Regions from separate parts of the Oryctolagus cuniculus genome. Here region 2 is linked to region 1. The links are chromatin contacts, called in public Hi-C maps. All regions are on one chromosome and are shown on one strand. The core of a region is the stretch at or near the end of the contact, and the rest is flanking DNA. Distances in the headings are between cores, read along the strand shown. Region 1 holds the start of PGM3 (phosphoglucomutase 3). Region 2 holds the start of DOP1A (DOP1 leucine zipper like protein A).

What was found. Hi-C and Micro-C count contacts between places; a contact is called where the count stands out from the background.
Region 2: a contact with region 1 is called in a Hi-C map of an unstated tissue, with 2.7 times the contacts expected there. The contact joins the promoter of DOP1A here to the promoter of PGM3 in region 1. A contact is called at or near these places in 4 of 6 Hi-C or Micro-C datasets (ear pinna, embryonic fibroblasts, liver and 1 more).

What each region holds. Positions count from the first base shown.
Region 1 is chr5:89,206,932-89,214,293 of mOryCun1.1, forward strand. It overlaps PGM3 (phosphoglucomutase 3), which reads left to right and starts at 2,955. Exons shown (of 13, transcript XM_002714453.5): 1 at 2,955-3,098; 2 at 4,514-4,719. The coding sequence starts at 4,516. RWDD2A (RWD domain containing 2A) reads right to left here and starts at 2,959. Exons shown (of 3, transcript XM_008263156.4): 1 at 2,832-2,959; 2 at 1,647-1,876. The coding sequence starts at 1,847.
Region 2 is chr5:89,342,738-89,350,099 of mOryCun1.1, forward strand. It overlaps DOP1A (DOP1 leucine zipper like protein A), which reads right to left and starts at 4,279. Exons shown (of 37, transcript XM_070073832.1): 1 at 4,144-4,279.

The DNA of each region.
Region 1 (7,362 bases), core at 1,705-4,204:
CCTCGCTGTGTGTAACCAGCAGGACAGAATACAGCCTGGGGAAGCAGGAATTCTCTGAGGGAAAGGCAGCTGGGGACTGAGGAGGAGAGCTAACACTGTGTTCTCAAATGCCAAAGCCACATGTTACCTAGGCCATGCTAGTGTTGTTGCAGATAAAAGGATGAGAAGCAGGTAATTAATTTATAACATTTAGATTCTGTATCTATATTTGTTTTCTGTGTATGGTGCCATCAAAAACAAAAACAAAACAGAAAGTTCATTCACTCCTTAAATGCCAGCTTTTCTACAGCTAGTGTTTAGATTTGTGTGATACGTGTAAAAGGTACTCCATAACGTGAGGCAGACTGGTAAGCAACTGTGAGTGAACAGAATAACTGATTGTTTAAGACTGCAAGACATGTTCTATAAAAATGGGAGGCATATTTGTGCAAAAGGTGTGTGTGTTTATATAAAACCCAGGATATCTGCAGAAGGCAGTAGATGAAGCCTTTCATATTGCATACATTCTGCTTTCAGTCAAGAAAAGGGAATAAGCATCTGGAAGGTTCCATCTTATTTGCTGGACAGGAAACTCATGTTCCAGGTGTTCTGGTTAAAAAACTGGGCACCCATGAGAGTATTTCAGGCATGGAAAGCCAAGACACTCTGTCAAAAAAAAATAAATAAAAGAAAAAGAAAAAAATGACCTAAATGAAAGATCTCTGCGAGTGAGATCCCAGTGGAAAGAACAGGCCATCAAAGAAGGAGGTACCTTTCTCTGAAGGGAGGAGAGAACTTCCACTTTGACCATGGCCTTGTCTAAATATGATCAGAGTCGGTAAACTCGGGGCTTCCATAGCCTTGGCAGCTCATGACAAGAGCCTAGGGTGATTACTGATGCCATAAACAAGAGTGTCAATTTGTTAAGTCAACAACAGGAGTCACTGTGCACTTACTCTTCATGTAGGATCTCTGTCCTTAGTGTGCTGTATATTGTGATTTAATGCTATAACTAGTACTCAAACAGTATTTTTCACTTTGTGTTTCTACGTGGGTGCAAACTGTTGAAATCTACTTAATATAAAGCCGGCGCCGTGGCTCAATAGGCTAATCCTCCACCTTGCGGCGCCGGCACACCGGGTTCTAGTCCCGGTTGGGGCGCCGGATTCTGTCCCGGTTGCCCCTCTTCCAGGCCAGCTCTCTGCTATGGCCAGGGAGTGCAGTGGAGGATGGCCCAGGTGCTTGGGCCCTGCACCCCATGGGAGACCAGGAAAAGCACCTGGCTCCTGGCTCCTGCCAGGATCAGCGCGGTGCGCCGGCTGCAGCGGCGGCCATTGGAGGGTGAACCAACGGCAAAGGAAGACCTTTCTCTCTGTCTCTCTCTCTCACTGTCCACTCTGCCTGTCAAAAAAAAAAAAAAAAAAAAAAAAAAAAAAAAAAAAAAAAAAAAGAAATCTACTTAATATATACTAAACTGATCTCCTGTATATAAGAGAAATGAAAATGAATCTTGATGTGAATGGAAGGGGAGAGGGAGAGGGAAAGGGGAGGGTTGCGGGTGGGAGGGAAGTTATGGGGGGGGGGGAGCCATTGTAATCCATAAGCTGTACTTTGGAAATTTATATTCATTAAATAAAAGTTAAAAAAAAAAAAAACTGGGCACCCACCTTGGGCTCCTCAATCTGGAGCGTAATCACAAATTCGATTTTTGGTGGTAGCGCTTCCCTGGTGCCTTCCAAATATCTCTTTATAGTCGTCAAGGCATTTACATCTTCAAGCTTTACTTCTCCTTGGTTAGGAAACATGGAAAGCAGCATTTCCATTTCCAGTAGCTGAAGCTGAAGGCTTTCTTTCACCGAAGCCGACATGTTGTCTCAAAATCCACCTGCCCGGAAGCCTGGAAAGGCAGAGACACTGCGTTTGCCAATGTCAGCTGCTGTCCAGCAAAATTTCCCGCAGGTCCCTTTATGGACAAGCAGTTCCGCAGGAGCGGTTCGCTCTGCCAGCTGGGGGCCCCAACCAGGACATTTGCACCCCCCTGCTTTATCGCCTCCTCCCACATCTAGTATGCACAACATTCCCTAAAAGGCTCCAATACAATCCAGGTTCCCAGTCCCGTTTCCCTCCACCCACCTCCCGATCTAAAGCTGGGAATCTGAGCTTGCAACAGGTGTTCGGATAGTCGCGCTGGCTGCAGGTGGTTGGAGAACCACACCTGTGGACGCCCCGCAGCCTGAATTCCGGGCAGGGCAGGGGCCCCGCTTTGGAAGCGGGTCTCAGGCTTGGGCGGAGCAGCTGGGTGCGGAGTAGGGCCTCAACGCGCGGGGAGGGGCTCTGGGCCTCACAGAGGCGCGAGGGTACCGCCGCCCCCAACGCCTTTTAGGGAGGTCCTTTCTTCCTCTCCCTTGAGCCACAGTAGCCTGGGACAGCATCCTGGGAATTCCGGACGAGTGGGATTCACCCCGCCTAGGCACCCCGGGGCCCGGGCAAGGGATGGGGGCTTAGGAGTAAATAAATGAATGACATTTAGAGCGAGCTCGTTGGAAAGGGAGCACAAGCAGAGACAGTAATGGCCCCAGGAGGCTCCCCGAATTCAACAGTCTGGGAGATGACATCACCGATCGAGAAAGGGATGGCGCCCACTGCGGTGGAGGCCACCTTGTCAGACCTCCCAGATCGAGGCCGGGTTCCCCCGCCCCCGACCCCATCCAGGACCACCGGGTACCCCGGCTTCCCGACACCGAAGGACCTGCCTCTCCCCGCGCCCCGACTTGGAGATGGGAGGCTGCCTATCCGCGGCCGCCTGGCTCTGGACCCTCGGCCCCAACCCCCGGGCCACCGCGGGGCCTCACCCTTCCTGGTCATTCAATGGAAACAGCCCCAGAGCCCGCTCAGAACCGCAACCGCAGTTCTGCAGGCGCGAGCTGCGCGTGACCGCCGAGGAGGCCGGGGCGGGGCCAGCGGGCCCTCGCCCGCCGTGATTGGCCGGGGGGCGTGGCGACGGGCCGGAAGCCACGCAGGGCCACGTCTGCGGACTCGGAGCCCTGGCGTGTGGCAGCGGCGGTTCCCGGGAGGGTGCCTGTGCGCCCGGTGCAGGGGAGCGGCGTGTGCTGGCGGAAGTAAGCCGGGTCCCGGGGCTGCGCGGCGAGAGCGGGCGTTGCAGGCGGCGGGGGTTCGTGCGGGCCGGCGGGCCGGCGGGCCGTGTCCTGGGCCCAGCTGCAAGCTAGCGGCAGGCAAGGGTATGGACAGCGCGGCCCCGCCGACGCGCCTGCCCGCCGCGCCGGGGGAGCGGGCTGCTCAGCCGGCCCGAGGGTCTGGTGCTGGGGTTTTCGCCCACTACCCTGCGGGGAGACCTCGCGGTTGGGAGCGGGGAGTCGAGCCGCGGTTAGGGAGGAGAGCGGAGCTGGAGCTGTTTGAAGATTGGATGGAGAGAAGAGGGATACTCAGTTTTTTGGAGTGGACGCTGTTTTGACTGGTAATGCGAGTATCCACATACTCATTGAAAGTAGTTTTAGAGCCTAAAATGCATTAAAGGATGGAAACGTGTCACCTTGGCATTTTTAAAAAGACTGAATTTAACAGGATTCGTGTACGCGCTTATGCACAATCACGACGCATTCCTGACTGGTCAGTTTTTACAAAAACGTATCCAAGCTTGCGAAAGAGATGTGAGTACTTGGGTCTACACGGAAATAGCATTGCAGAATGTCCACTTTTTCCAACAGGACAAAAGCTGAGGTTTTTGACCATTTTTTGTCGTTTTTGTTCATTGACGCAGTAAAGACCAATAAGCAGATGAGATGGCGAGGCTAGGAGCTAGCTGTGAGACGGCTCATCGCTGGGCAGTTGGGAATGAATTGTGCGTAGTGTTGCAGGGATATGAGGTTGGGAAGTTCCAGTTCATTGGAAGACCCCAGAGAAGGAAGTATTAAAAAACCGTGTTTGGTTTTTAAAATCAAAGGTAGAAGGTGGTTTTACTTGGAAGATGTTTCTGGTTTCTGAGCTTAATTTGCAAGAGTGTCTTGATTCTTAAAAAAAAAAAAAGAATTCCGGCATACAGATTGTGTGAGGGTAATAATTAAAAAGGTTTGTGGGAAGTAGAATTAAAGGGATACTTTATTTTGGTTTGAACATGTTTTTCAAATTCATAGATGGATTTTTCAGAATATGCATTTTCCACGAAGCTTTTGAAAGCCCTTGTATTAGATCTTGTATTAGGAGGCACCTGGAGAGGAAACCCTTGTTCCCTGCTCTTCCTTTGGAGGAAGAACAGCAGAAGCTTACAGATTGCCCAGACGTGTCGGGACGCGCAGCCCCCGCCCACTTGAGGCTCTGACCTTAGGGGACAGCCCGATTCCTGCCCTAGATCTGTTCTGGAGTGGACAAGTTGGGTAGGATCTTCTAGGTAAGGCTGACTCGGGATTTAGTGCAACTTCTTTACAACACTTCTTTGGACAGATTCAGAATGAGGCAGGCCTGGCAAGTGGTCCTTCCAAGACTGATTCTGCCTGAAAAGTTTTTCTGGATTTTGTAGACATGGATTTAGCTGCTGTCACACAACACTCGGCGTTGCATGCCAAGCCCGCCGGACTCACTCTGCAGTATGGGACTGCTGGGTTTCGAACGAAGGCCGAACATCTCGATCACGTGATGTTTCGCATGGGATTATTGGCTGTGCTGAGGTCAAAGCAGACACAGTCCACCATTGGAGTCATGGTGACAGCATCGCACAATCCTGAGGTAATACTTTTAAATGTTCAGATGCACTAGGCTAATCCTCTGCCTTGCGGCGCCGGCACACCGGGTTCTAGTCCCGGTTGGGGCGCCGGATTCTGTCCCGGTTGCCCCTCTTCCAGGCCAGCTCTCTGCTGTGGCCTGGGAGTGCAGTGGAGGATGGCCCAAGTCCTTGGGCCCTGCACCCCATGGGAGACCAGGATAAGTACCTGGCTCCTGCCTTCGGATCAGCGTGGTGCGCCGGCCACAGCACGCCAGCCGCGGCGGCCATCGGAGGGTGAACCAACGGCAAAAGGAAGACCTGTCTCTCTGTCTCTCTCTCTCACTGTCCACTCTGCCTGTCAAAAAAAAAAAAAAAAAAAAATGTTCAGATGAAGCAAGCTTGTTTGCAAGACTAAACCCTAGTGTCTGGGCAGTTTGTCCCAGAGGTCAAGTTCTAATTCTAGGAATGTGTCTTTGGATTTGAAACCGCCTCTACTTAAGGGAGTGGTCGTTTAGGCTATGACTCCTTAGAGGGTGTGGAGAGATTGAGAAATGAATGTCATTTTTTGGAGGATGTCCATATTGGAAACATTGGAACATGTCTTTCCTTGTTATTTGAATTGAGACAAGGTCAACAATTTAGAGATGTTGACCTCTATTAATTTGGTAGTGATTGAAGAGACTGGGAGTGGGTGGGGGAAGAGGAGACGAAGACAGATTTTTTACCTTTTTGGACAGGTTTTCTGTAGCTCAGTAATCAGTCCCTATTCTGAATGAGCAGCCAATCAAGCAGGCCCAGGAATCCAAGAGTGCGTTTTCAGCAGAATATCGATAAGGAGTGGTGGTTCTGTTCCTCTTGATAATTAAGTTTTTAATCAAAGTATTCCTTTTTATTTTTTCAGTTTTATGGGGCTTTAAGTGATAATAAAAATTGTATATATTCATGTTGTACAGCATCATTTGTTGATACATGTTACATTGTGAAATGATGACCACACACATATCATTTGTCATAAATATCCTTGTGTGTGTGTGTGTGATAATACTTTAAGATCTGCTAACAAATTTGAAGTATGCATTATTACTAACTATAGGCAGCGGCGGGTGCCGTGGCTCACTTGGCTAATTCTCCGCCTGCGGCCCTGGCACCCTGAGTTCTAGTCCCGGTCGGGGCGCCGGATTCTGTCCCAGTTGCTCCTCTTCCAGTCCAGCTCTCTGCCGTGGCCTGGGAAGGCAGTGGAGGATGGTCCAAGTGTTTGGGCCCTGCACCCCATGGGAGACCAGGAGGAATCACCTGGCTCCTGGCTTCGGACCTGCACAGCGCGCCGGCTGTAACGGCCATTTGGGGGTTGAACCAGCGGAAGGAAGACCTTTCTCTCTGTCTCTCTCTCTCTCTGTCCACTCTGCTTGTCAAAAAAAAAAAACAAAAAAACAACAACTATAGGCAGTAGGCAGCACCAGGCTGTACATGAGGCCTGCAGAACATAAGCACTTTGCACTGTTTCCAACAGCTCCCCCCACTTCTAGGCCCTGGAAACCACTCTTCTACTTCCTGTGAGTTTCACTTTTTAGGTTCCACATAGAAATGTGATCACGCAGTATTTTCTTGTTGTGCCTGGCTTATTTCGCTTAGCTTAATTCTCTTCAGGTTCATCCAGGTTTTTGTAAATGACAGAATTGCCTTCCTTTCCAAGGCTGAACAATAATTCTGTTGTATAAAGATATACCACATTTTCTTTGGCCAATCATCTGTCCATGGACACCGATGAATACTCAGGTGGTTTTAGGTCTTGGCTAACCATTGATACAACTTATTTTATTCTGTAAGCCTGTAGCTCCTGAACTATATGGCTGAAATACTGTGCTTCTAATTGATTGGTAAGGTGCGACGTATTTACCTTTGTAGCTAAACCAGCAACAGGTGAAAGCCCTGTAGGTCAGTGAGGCGTTGGAACCTCCTCTCCCCAGCAGTGGAAGACATTGTTCATCCTCCAGATGCGTAGATGTCTGAAGGTGCCAGTTACTGCAGCTGACTGATGGCGTCTCTGAAGAACCTCAGTTACTGCTAGTTCAGAAGCTCTTGTCAAAACAGACCTGCCCTGTTTCCCACTATTGACATTCACTCTGACCTACACTTTATTTCTTTCCAGGAACTTGGGCAGAACAGAGCTGAGGATGTTTTCAGTGTCTGGGCTGCCATCCAGTTGACATGCTGGCCAGTAGGCTCCTGGAGGCCAGAGTTGTAGAGAAGAGGGTCTCTGTGTGCCCTCCATCTATGCCAGTTAATTGCTAGTGAGTACACAGGGGCAGCCTGTTCAGCAGCTAAGGGAGCCCAGTGCTGGTTGGCCTTAGAAGTCAGGCGGACTAGATGTTGGAACAGCACCACCGACGCTTACCAGCTGTGTGATCATGAATTACCTAACCTCTCAATCACAGGCGTGATATGTGTGTCATGAGAGTTTCACAAGACAGTGTTTAAGGGGACTTCCAAAAGTTTATAGAAAAGTGGAATTAGAAGATGTTTATTTTGATGCAAAAATGTTAGAAATCCATGAGTAGATATTTTTATGATGCACATTTTCCATAGACTTCTAAAGACCCTTCACATCCACAACCCCCAGCCCTGGGCCTCGTGTTAATGCTAGCGGCAGGAGTCGGAGTGGCCCG
Region 2 (7,362 bases), core at 3,029-5,528, 140 kb after region 1:
TCATCTACTGTTACAGGAACCTTTGCCAGATAAACATTCTCTTAACATTTTTTTCGGCTATCAAATCAACATGTAGTCATTGGTTTGTCACATAAAAGGCTCTCAGTGTTTCAGGTTTTTTTCTTTGGATTCAAAGCTTTATCTTAATTTTTTTTTTTTTTTTTTTTTTTTTTTTTTTTTTTTTTTTTTTTTTTTTTTGACAGGCAGAGTGGATAGTTTGAGAGAGAGACAGAGAGAAAGGTCTTCCTTTTGCTGTTGGTTCACCCTCCAATGGCTGCCACGGCAGGCGCACCGCGCTGATCCGATGGCAGGAGCCAGGTACTTATCCTGGTCTCCCATGGGGTGCAGGGCCCAAGCACTTGGGCCATCCTCCACTGCACTCCCGGGCCACAGAGAGCTGGCCTGGAAGAGAGGCTACCGGGACAGAATCCGGCGCCCCGACTGGGACTAGAACCTGGTGTGCCGGCGCCGCAAGGCGGAGGATTAGCCTAGTGAGCCAGGGCTCTGGCCCAAATGTATTCTAATAACAATAAGAAGGTAGTGTTTCATTTATAAAAGTACCACTAAGAACATTTTTGAAAAACACTTTTGTCTCATTCAATAATGAGACAAATTAGGTTTTTGTCTTTCAGTTTCAAAAGTTTAGTATACTTTCTAATTTATAATGAAGACTTTATTTCCAAATTCTTGTACAGATAGAAGTCTAAGACATTTTAAAGTCCAGATTAATTCAGTATCTTCCAAAATTTGGGTTATCAACTAGAGATAATGATTTTATGAGATCTCTGGATAGGGCTAAGTGACAGTTTCCATTCCTCTGACTGTATGAAGAACTAAGTCGTAGTTTGCTGTTAAGGTAGTAAAACCAACAGAATTTTGGCTAATCTCCCTTTAAACAAGGAGAACCAAATCTCAGGGTTCAGGCATCAGTTTGTAGCTAAGAATTAATAACACTGTTTTGCTTTCATTATTTTTATCTACCTGTCTACCTTCAGTTTATGGCACTGCTACTTGTTTTTGATTGATGGTTATTTCAAGCTTCCTTTAAGAATGATTCTAACATTTTTGGCATAAATAGTAATAAAATAAGTATACAGGAAGCATGCAGATACAACCTAAATCTTGATGAAGATCAAAGAATGACGCAAGTTTGGAAAACCCTATATTAATCCATTAAATAAATAAAATTCAAATAAATAAGTAAATATAAATTCCTTCTATGTGCATGCCATTTGTTTAGCCATCATGAAGGACAGAGAAGGATAGTCTCAGAACTGTCAAAGGAAATTAATTCAAAATGAGGTAATAAAGGACTCACAGACAAGGTGGCATATAAGGGAGGACTTGAATGATAGATATAATTTATATATGTAGAGACAGGGAGAGAATTCTAAGAGAGTAGAAGCATATTACATGCCTGCACAGTGGACGGCCCAAATCTTCACTGTGGTGGTAGTCTGTTAAAATTCACTGAAATGTACCATAAAATGGAAACACATTATTGTATGTAAATTTTTCCTTAATAAATATGATATCGTATCTCTGACCCACCTAAAGAAAGCTCATAGAGGTTTTAGGCTTAAATAGGTTGAGGAGTTAAATACAAGAAGTAGAAAAGGGAAATCATAATTGAAAGACTAGGGGAGCAAAAGTATTTAAATTCTCAGTGAAAATTATAAGCTATTAGACAAAAATACAAGCTTAATAATTCCACTTACTAGTTTTACTTCAAGGAGAGAACTTATCTGAATTAAGTCTTATTTATTAGAATTAAATGATGTGTTTCCATCTCTCCCCAGAAATAAAATTATACATTAACAGCACTCACCCCTAACAAAGTAACAAAGATAGGATATCCACATTGGTTGTATGCTAGTGAAGCCTACAAGAATTTAGCAAAGGAATTTAAGATTGCATTCAACAATTTAATCCTATTTGTAAACAATTTAGAAATAATGTCTCAGAATTTATGTTTTAACTTTGAGCTCTCTTTGAAGATCCAAGTTCTTACAGTTCTGTAGTTCCTAAATATTCAGTACATTTCAGGGGGCTCCTGTTACATTTCATAGTTTCAAGGATTCATGACAAGAAGGGAAAATCCTCTTAGCAAAACTAATGCCATTAATCAACAAGTCTTTTACTGGCTGAAACTTTAAAATGCCATTTTGAATGAAATCAATAATCATCATAAAATCAAACCAAACCCAAAAGAAAAGCATCAAGAAACCAGAAAAAGGAAGATTCTATTCTGCCATAAATAAAAACATTAAACCATTAAGACTTACAGAGATCTATGTGCATACTTAATATTTCACTAAGGAAAATATACTTCTGTTATACCAGATCTTTGAGTTCCAGAAAGCTTAATCACGCAGCAAAAAAGAAAAAAAAAAAAAAAAAAGCTTCATGTAAAGATCTTACAGCCTAACGAGGACTCAACTAAAGTACAGCCAATTTTCAAATTGGTATTCCAAGTGATTCTATTTAAGAGATGCTAACAGGTTGGCTATGGAAAAATGGGTTCTCTGACCTGCTTCTTAAGTTTAGGAAATGCAATAATAACCTTCCCATGTAAAGAATTAGTACATAGAAGCATAGTGGTAAAAGATTTTGAAGCATTAATAGCCATTAATGCTTGATTTTTATGAAGAAATCAAAAAGTAAGCCTGATTTAACTCAGTGTGTTCTCAAATTATTTGCCAGGGGACACTTTCAGGGTGGTAAGCCTCTTAAATGACTTTAGTATAATGTTCAGGGAAAACCCTGGTATTTTCGAATTCCCTTCAACAGAGGTCAAAACTGAGGCTTAAAGTGTTGACACCTGGTCAGCAGCAGCAGGAGGCTTGAATGTAATCTCTTCATTTCCCGGCTAGAGATATTTCTGCCACTTTACTGAACTCCTCTCACTATCCAGGCACACAGGTTCAAAGCTTGATTGACAACATTTACATTTAACCTAACAGTTTGGATATGGTGCTACATTTTCTCCTTTGTATATTAAATTAGTTATCGTACATTCTTTGTCCACTTGGACCCCCTAAAAAAATCAAGTTCACCTGCAGACTTCCTAGTGTTGACCGATACGGGGAATGAGTGCGTTGAGAGTGGTGGCTCAAAGTAATTACTGAAATAAAGCATTTGGATTACCTGTGGTTTTAATTTGCTCAACCTTGTCAGCTGAACTAAATCACTGTGTTGTCAGTTGAGTCACTTAGCTAACATGTTGTTCACAGAAGGTCATATGATATCTACCAAAAAAAAAAAATGCAAGAATGTATCTCTTCCTAAATATCGAAACTGAAAGACTTTGGCTCTACTGTTCAGGGCTTATTAGGCAGTTTCTTACATGTTTTTGTAAGTGTGGAAATTTGTGATTAACTATAGTATCGCTCAGGTCTTTTCCAATCTTTAGATTTCTCAAACTCCACGGAACTCTAAGGTACTATAAGAATAATCAAAATACGATTTGCCTAGCTTTAAAAAACTACAGTTGTGTGCCATTTCTGCTCCTTCAGGGTAGGGGAGAAGGAAGAGGAGCCTGGACAAGTAACTACTGTTATGTTACAACTTCAAATGCCTGGGAATCAAAGGTGATAATTGTTAACAACTTCCTTGTGGCTACCCTGACTTCCGCCTAATTTATTTCGGCACTCCTCTCTAACCTGTCCATGGGAACACTGACCACAGCTGGCAACCGTGTCTCAATCATAAAAGAACCCACCAGATGAATGAGAGCCCGACGCCCGGATTCTTCCAACAAAGAGCTCAGTCCACGCGCCCTGGCCACACAGGTGCGAGCGCTGCCCCAGCCCTGCGCCCGGCTCGGCCCCAGCGCGGGAGGCTCGGGACCCGCCACCGCCACCGCCAGTCGCCCGGCCCCGCCTCCGACGACCCAGCCTGGGCCGCCCTCGCGCCCCCGCCAGGCCCCGGCCCTCCCGTCCCCACTCAGGTCCCAACTCCGGGGAAACCGCAGAGCCGCTGGCGGGCACAGAGGCTCCAGACGGGCCGGGGCGGCAACACCCCCGACGCCACAGCAGCCAGCCCCGCGGAGCGTCCCCGCGGCTCCGGAGCAAGCCGGCGGCGGAGGCTGTACGGGGCCGGCGGCCAGCCTCGCGACCGCGCTGGGGGCGTGGACGCTGTTACCTGCCGTGGGCTCGGCCGCTCCCCGCCGGCGCCGCTCTCCTGGCAACCGAGGCGGCGACACGGAGGCCGGGGCCGAAGGGCCTAGTGACAGCTCCCAGCGTGCACCGCGTCGCGCTCACGTCGACGTCGACGGCCTTGGGTCTCCGCCCCCGGTGCGCTCCTTTCCTCCCGGTGCTAAACTGTCGCCACAGCGCCCTCAAGTGGACTCTGCGCGGAAGCGGCCACAGAACCAATGGCTGGAATGGGCCAGAGTTTTTTTTTTAATAGCAGGTGTTTTAAATTTACCAAAGCTCCATCTTGATGGAGAATTTGAAGGTCTAATAGGAATTGAAAACAGCTTTGAAATAATTATTTAAATATTATTTAAGTAATCCTATAATATCTTGTATGAGTAACCTGAGGCTTAGAATAGTTAGACTTGCAAGGCTAAGAGACAAATAATTGATATCAAATTTCAGATAATATTGAGTCCACAGTTCTTTCAGTAATAACAAGTTACTCCAAGGAAGATTGTGCCATTATATCCAGTCCAAATGGCAAAAAATAAAATAAAGGTTTTATGAGTTCATGACTATGTATGAAATATAGCAGTTTTTAAAAAAGATTTATTTATATATTTGAAAGAGTTACACAGAGAGAGAAGGACAGGCAGAGAGAGAGAGAGAGAGAGAGAGAGGTCTTCCATGTACTGGTTCACTCCCTAATTGGCCACATTGGCTGGAGCTGCCCAGATCCGAAGCCAGAAGCCAGGAGCTTCTTCCAGGTTTCCCACGTGGGTGCAGGGGCCCAAGGAATAGAAATCTTTTAGACTAATAAAACACCAGTTATGAAGAGCATGAATGATTAAGAATGGGATACATTTAATATCTTCGCGGTGTAAGGGTGAGAGGTTATGTCAGGAGTTTAAATCTTCACCCTTCAAACAGAATTATTTGAGACTGAAAGTAGCAGTAACCTTTATTTTTTAACTGAATTGTTATTTCAATGATCATGAATTATTGTGATCATATAAGAATTTGTACTGCAACACGATAATCTTAAAAAGCCCCAAATATAGATTTCCAAAAAATTACTATTATTTTTTAATATGACAGGTAGAGTTGTAGACAGAGAGACAGAGAGAAAAGTTTTTCTTCCATTCATTCACTCCCCAAATGGCTGCTACGGCCGGCGCTACGTCCATCTGAAGCCAGGAGCTAGGTGCTTCTTCCTGGTCTCCCATGCAGGTGCAGGGGCCCAGGCACTTGGGCCATCCTCCACTGCCTTCCTGGGCCACAGCAGAGAGCTGAACTGGAAGAGGAGCAACCAGGACTAGGACCCCGCACCCATATGGGATGCCGGCATTGCAGGCGGAAGATTAATCAAATGAGCCATGGAGCTGGCCCCAGAAAAATTACTTTAAATTAGTATCTTTAGGGATACTACAGGATTTATGTATCTAGCATTGATTTAGGTATTACATATTTAGAAATGCTTCTGATTAATAGATTTCATGTGAGGTAATTATGGCTTTGAAATGATAAAGTAGAACATTAAACATAGGATTTTCTGTATACAAGTTGTCATTGTTTTCATTTTTGTAAAAGCGGTGTTTCTTTTTTAAAAAAATTCCTGTTTTAATTCTAATGTGGCCTTAAATTGTATTACTTCTCCATTGTAAGTATTCACACTAAACCAGATCCTTTTATTTGCTGTATCAAACTTTCCAAAATGATCTTGCAGTAGCAATGAAGCTACCATTTTTCCGAGTGAGTTTCTGCAAAAGAAAGTAGTGGAAATTTACATATGGGATCATTCTCATCTTTCTTATTTACAAAAGTTATATGAAGTACTCCAAAAAGTTCATGGAAATGGAATTTAAAAATATAGGGGGACTGGCGCTGTGGCGCACTAGGTTAATCCTCCACCTGCGGAGCTGGCATCCCATGTGGGCACCGGTTCTAGTCCCGGTTGCTCCTTTTCCAGTCCCGCTCTCTGCTGTGGCCCCAGGAAGGCAGTGGAGGATGGCCCAAGTACTTGGGCCCCTGCACCCACGTGGGAGACCAGGAAGAAGCACCTGGCTCCTGGCTTGAAATCGGCGCAGCGCTGGCCATGGCAGCCATTTGGGGAGTGAATCAACGGAAGGAAGAACTTTCTCTCTCTCTCTCTCTCTCTCAAACTCTGCCTGTGAAATAAATAAAAAAATCTTAAAAAAAATATAAAGTTTGTTTGTTAACACAAACACTACCACTTCAAGGCACTTTTGCAGTTGATGATATTAGTAATTTAGTTCATCCCCAAAAAACTGCAGGTCTGGGGAACTTAACCATGGCAATGTAGTCTTTGTACCTTAATAACTGAAGAAAAATGGGGGCCTTTTAAAGATTCTTTTTTCAGAATTAAGAAACAAAAAAAGGACTGTAGGGTGAATACCCAATGATTTCTCATCAAATGTCTTGTTTGATAAGAGGAAGGCACCGGAGCTTTGTTGTGGAAACAACTCTAGTGAAGCATTCCCTGACATTTTTCTGCTGAGATTTTGGCTAACTTTTTCTAGACACTCCCCCAATAAGCAGATGTTCCTGTTTTTGCTCTTCCAGAGAGTCAACAAGCAGAAAGTCTCAAGCATCCCCCATAACTGTTGCTGCCACTTTTGCTCTTGAGTGGTCCACTTTGGCTTGGACTGGACCACTTAATGCCTCTTGGTAGCCATTGCTTTGATTGTGCTTTGTCTTTAGGATTGGACTGGCAAAGCAACGTTTCGTGTCCTGTTTAGATTCTTTGAGGGGCTGGTGCAGTGGGCCAAGCCTCTGCCTGTGGTGCCAGCATCCTATATGGGCCCCAGTTTGTGTCCCAGGTACTCCTCTAGAGATCCATCTCTCTGCTTGTGGCCTGGGAAAGCAGTGGAGGATGGCCCAAGTGCTTGGGCCCCTGCACCCACATAGGAGACCTGGAAGAAGCTCCTGGCTGCTGGCTCTGGATCGGCGCAGCTCCTGCCCTCAAGGCCACCTGGGGAGTGAACCAGGGGATGGAAGACCTTTCTGTATCTCTCTCTCCCTCTCTCTGTCTTTAACTCTACCTCACAAATAAATAAATAAAATATTTTAAGGAAAAAAAAGGATTCTTGGAAGAAATGCTTCTGGATCTTGATCCTCCTTGTTTCAAATTTCTGTTGAAAGTTTAGCTCTTACCTGCAGCCGAGGTGAGTGCAACAGTTTTGGCACCTAAAAAGCAGATAGT